Regions from separate parts of the Sus scrofa genome. Here region 1 is linked to region 2. The links are chromatin contacts, called in public Hi-C maps. All regions are on one chromosome and are shown on one strand. Each heading gives the region's core, a stretch centred on a gene start, on an enhancer-like site or on the middle of the called end of the contact. The rest is flanking DNA. Distances are from core to core; before and after follow the strand shown.

Region 1 (2,700 bases), core at 80-2,579, 310 kb before region 2:
GGCAATAGAGCTCTAGCCCTTCTTGGCTGCCCAGTGTTGCATTATCACATTCAAGTGGCAATAATTTCCTAGAAAAAGACTTTTTTTCCCCCCTCTCGTTTTCTAACACAGGCAAAGGGTGATATCAACTTCTGTATGAAACTGGGTTGTAGCATGATGAATTTTGTTTCCTAATGAAAAGCAGGATATTGAGTATAATAGTGAGAGTATAATTTTTTATCATCTGAAAATACAGCAGATTTCAATGTAATTTTGCTCCTCTTTTCCCCATTAGTAAGTTGAATTGGAATGGAAAGTGGATTGATAACTTAAGAGTACAGAAATCTGAACAATTACTTGTAACTTTGTACTGTGATTTAAAAGTTACATAGATTTTTGATTCACTTATAAAAGGTACCTGTGCATGATGGGAAGAAATATATAAACAGGATGCAGAAATAAGCTTTGTTACTGGTGTGGCATTTCTGAAACCTTGCTGGAGGTTTTGTTTTGTTTTGTTTTGTTTTGTTTTAAATCAGTTTTCTTCAACTCATAAGTTATATTCTTATGGTGTTATGGTGCTCTGTACCCTTCACTGTAATCATTTGTAAATACAAAGAAAACCTTTTTTTTTTTTTTTTTTAAGAAACTGTCTTTTTGTTAGGGGCAAAGTTATTCAAATAATATGTTTATTTCTTATCATATGGAAGAAAAAAATAGCCCACTTTTTTTTTGACGCAAACTAAGGTACAGGCTTTATAAATGCCAGATAATGGGCATAAATTGAGGTATGAAGTGGAAAGAATATGTAATGAAACAAAATTATAAACTTGATATTCTAGATCATAGGTGACTGTCATTGTTCATGAATTCAGGAATTGGATCAGATACTAACTTTGATAAGTCTTGTTGACTTTGTGGCTAAATGGATAATTATTTGTAGCCTATATTAAGTTAAACATTGTTTTAACAAGAAGCTACCATGTCTTCAAATAGGTACAAATATGAGAAATTATGTATTTTTTTTTTTTTTCAAAAATGGTTTTGGGTGTTGCCTAACAGTTTCCTTTGTGGTTTTACCTTTCAAGTAGTTATAATTTACGAACTATACTTTTGGAGACTAAGATAAAGGTAAACAATTTCCCAAGATTTTAACAGATTCCTAAGGTGTTTGTATCCGTATTGTTAAGACTAAACATATGGAAGTATTATTGCATTAGTAATTGTATTTTTTAATCATATGTAAAACTGTCATCTTTAGTAAGAGCATTTATCAGTACTGTTTAGACTAACAGCTTTTCTCAACCAGCATCCTGGGAGAGAATACCCTAATGCCCTCAGGCATGCAGTTGTGTGTAATTATTAACTTTTCACCTTTGCATCTAGGAAAGTACTGGTTGTACTAAGGGGAATTGAGAAATAATCACTCAGATCATTTTGTGTGTTCGGGGTTCAGAAGAGGATCCCTAGTTAAGAAAGGGCTGGCAGACAGTCTTAGAAATATTAGAAGGAACACAGCAAGTGTGGTAATATATTAGTGATCATAAGCCAGTTACATTAGATAAGAAAAAGTATTTAAGGCTTAAAACTTGGAAAGAAGAGATTTTTCTTTTATATAAAATATATTATTGTATTTCTTTCTTTTTTTCATTGCTCAAATGAATTTATCGCATCTGTAGTTGTGTAATGATCATAACAATCTGATTTCACAGGATTTCCATCTCACAACCCAAGCACATCCCCCCACCCCCCAAACTGTCTCCTCCGGAGACCATAAGTTTTTCAATGTCTGTGAGTCAGCATCTGTTCTGCAAAGAAGTTCAGTCTGTCCTTTTTTCAGATTCCACATGTCAGTGAAAGCATTGGATGTTGGTGTCTCATTGTATGGCTGACTTCACTTAGCATGATAATTTCCAGGTCCATCCATGTTGCTAAAAATGCCAGTATTTCATTTCTTTTAATGGCTGAGTAATATTTCATTGTGTATATGTACCATATCTTCTTGATCCACTCCTCTGTCGATGGACATTTAGGTGGTTTCCATGTCTTGGCTACTGCAAATAGCGCTGCAATGAACATCGGAGTACATATGTCTTTGCAAATCGTGGTTTTCTCTGGATAGATGCCCAGGAGTGGGATTGCTGGATCAAATGGTAGTTCTATTTTGAGTTTTCTGAGGAATCTCCATCCTGTTTTCCACAGTGGTTGCACTAATTTACAATCCCACCAACAGTGTACTAGGGTTCCTTTTTCTCCACACCCTTTCCAGCACTTATTGTTTGTAGACTTTTGGATGATGGCCATTTTGGCTGGTGTGAGGTGGTACCTTATAGTGGTTTTGGTTTGCATTTCTCTAATGATGAGTGATGTTGAACATCTTTTCATGTGTTTCTCGGCCATCTGTATATCTTCTTTGGAGAATTGTCTGTTTAGATCTTCTGCCCATTTTTTGATGGGGTTGTTTGTGTTTTTGGTATGGAGCTGCAGAAGGTGTTTATAAATTTTGGAGATGAATCCCTTGTCAGCTGATTCACTTGCAAAGATTTTCTCCCATTCTGTGGGTTGTCTTTTCATTTTGTTTAGGATTTCCTTTGCTGTGCAGGAACTTTGAAGTTTGATTAGGTCCCATTTGTTTATTTTTCTTTTTATTGTCAATACTCTTGATAGGTGGATCTGAGAAGATGTTGCTGTCATTTATGTCATAGAGTGTTTGGCCTATGT
Region 2 (2,700 bases), core at 118-2,617:
GTCAAAGCCACAAACACCAAGGAATGGGAAGGCAAGCCTTTTGAAAAATCAGAGTGCTTTTTTGAGAGGGGAACAGGAATTAGATGAAACTGATGTTATGCTTAGCTCATGAAATGGGTTGCCAGCTGTTTACTGAGCCCAGGGGATACTCAGCTTCTACAGGGCATCCCAAACTCAGCCCCAAAGCTGAGAAAAGTCAGAATAGAGCAGAAGAAAGGAAAGAACCTCCAAACCGTATGTTTGATGCAAGTGTGGGTTGCAAAGCAGAGAGAGGAGGAACCACAAAATTTGTATGTAAAGGACACGGTTTTCCAGGGACCTGATATTGACTGTAAAGTGAACTTTCATTATTTGTTTTATTGACAGAAGAAATGCACATAGAAGAATTAATAGCTATGGATAGAGTTTAAAAATAGAACTACTGATAAAGTTTAAAAATTAATAACTACTGATAAAATTTAAAAATAGAAAAGTTTAAAAAAAAAGTTAAAAATTTTTTTTCTTTTGTCTATTTTAGGGTCCCACCCACGACATATGGAGGTTCCCAGGCTAAGGGTTGAATCAGAGCTGTCGCTGCCGGCCTACACCACAGCCACAGCAACTCGGGATCTGAGCCACGTCTGCAACCTATACCACAGCTCAAGGCAATGCCAGATCCTTAGATCCTTAACCCACTGAGCGAGGCCAGGGATTGAACACACGTCCTCATGGAAACTAGTCATGTTTGTTAACCATTGAGCCACGACGGGAACTCCACACTTATTTTCAATACCCAGAGCTACCATTGTAGCTAAATCATAATAATCACTTAATACATGCTAGCCATTAGCCATTATAATTATATGTTTATTACCTCCATACCTATCTACGAAGTGACTTACATTTTTTTAAAATCTGCATTTATGGTGAAAACAATGTATTCAGACTCTTTTCCCATGTCATTTAACCCATTTTGTAGTTGCATTTTTTTAATTCTTTGGCTAACCATTAACAGGTGTATGCTTTGCAACATGGCAAGATAGAATGTGGACCATTTGTATGTATCTGGAAATCAACAGACCTTATCTGTACATGCACTGAAATCTTCTCTAGTCAGGAAAGAGATTATAAAAACAACAGAGCCTCAGAGGGAAAAGAATCTGTCAGAGATTGAATGTGCACACATTTATATGAATGTCTGCAACGATACAGACTAAAGAAATGATCCAGTTTTGAGCCCAAACAGGAGAGATGAGCCCCTCCCTTCCTGGCTGCATGACCACTCCCTCTTCTCCCCCCCTCCCCATTCTCTGTCTCCCCAGATGTGCTCTCGCTGGCTGGGTCTCTCCAGGATTTCCTGATTATAATGAGGAAACACAGCTGATCAGGCCAACGAGTTCAGATTGAGATCTATCACCTTTTGACCTTTGGCCCCACCCTCTGTTTACCAGTCTGAGAGTTGGCACAGATGGCTGTAAATGGAAGAAAAGAGAAAGAAGGCAGAGAAGCAAAATGACATGTACCAGTGGCTGCCAGCTCTGCAAGCCACACCTTGTTTCTCTCTTCCTGTGTAACGATGAGAAGCAGAGCCTGGGCCATTACAGCTGAGGGTGGGAACAGAGCTGCAGGTTATTTACCTATTCAACAGCTCAACCCAACATACAAGCAGGTTATTTATCTGCTCAAGGCAATTATTTCGCTGGGAAAATAAAAGACGTAGGGGGAATTTCTCCCTCTCTCTCTTTTTCTTTTTCTTCCTTTTTTTTTTTTGCTTGCTTTCTAGGGCCGCATGCGTGGCATATGGAAGTTCTCAGGCTAGGGGTTGAACTGGAGATGCAGCTACCAGCCTACACCACAGCCACAGCAATGCAGGATCCAAGCCATGCCTGTGACCTACACTGCAGCTCACGGCAGCGCTGGGTCCTTAACCAACTGAGTGAAGCTAGAGATTGAACCTGCATCCTCATGGATACCAGTCAGATTTGTTACCACTGAGCCACAATGGGAACTTCAAAATTGCTTTATTGTTTACCATCAAATCATTAATTCTGCCCATATCTTCCCCCATCTTTTTTTCTCCTGGTCCTGCTCTTACCAAAGGCCTGTCTCTCCAATTCTGCCCTGGGCCCCCCTGCCACTGCCCATTAGCCACTGACTCCATTTCTTCTCAGCAGCATCCATCTCTTCCCCAGTACGCACACATGCTGTAGTAACCATCAAATTAAAAGGTAAGCCCCAACTTCAAAGATGCCAAATCCTCTTTTGAGCTATGATCTCCTTCCAGCTACTCTCTTTGCCTATTTTTATGTTTCCTTTTACAGTAAAATGTAAAAGTCTTGTTAATATGCTGTTTCTCCTCCCTGCATTTCATTTTATCCTTCAACCTCCTCTAATCTGGCCTCTGGTTTCACTAGAAGAGCTTTGGTCAAAGTTGACAAGGACGTCCACGTGGACAAGGCGACAGGCGTGCTGGGTCTTATACTCGTCAGCCTCTCAGCACCATTCCACCTGGTGAACCATCCATCCTTCTTCCCTGATTCGAGTGACTCTGGTTTTTCTGTTTATTTCCTTCCTTTCCTTTCTTCCTCTCTCTCCCTTCCTTCCTTCCCTTCTTATTTAAATTGGAGTGGATGTTCAATATTATGTTAATTTCAGGCATACCAACTAGGGACCTGACATTTGCATACCCTAGGAAATCCACTTGTACCCATACAAAGTTAT

What was found. A called contact is a pair of places that touch in the nucleus more often than the background predicts.
Region 1: a contact with region 2 is called in a Hi-C map of liver, with 6 times the contacts expected there. The contact joins two enhancer-like sites. A contact is called at or near these places in 1 of 47 Hi-C or Micro-C datasets (liver) and 1 of 2 datasets of contacts at active chromatin or transcription factors (skeletal muscle).

Annotation. Positions count from the first base shown.
Region 1 is chr4:117,352,315-117,355,014 of Sscrofa11.1, reverse strand. The region is part of intron 8 of SLC30A7 (solute carrier family 30 member 7); the gene reads left to right. Among named protein-coding and RNA genes, the nearest start is that of SLC30A7, 43 kb to the left of the region's middle. Within about 2 kb of position 1,329, at least 3 of the 83 cell types and tissues checked have an H3K27ac peak or open chromatin away from gene starts, as enhancers often do. A contact at or near this core is called in liver, where this site is marked.
Region 2 is chr4:117,041,603-117,044,302 of Sscrofa11.1, reverse strand. No RefSeq gene overlaps it. Among named protein-coding and RNA genes, the nearest start is that of S1PR1, 27 kb to the left of the region's middle. Within about 2 kb of position 1,367, at least 10 of the 83 cell types and tissues checked have an H3K27ac peak or open chromatin away from gene starts, as enhancers often do. A contact at or near this core is called in liver, where this site is marked.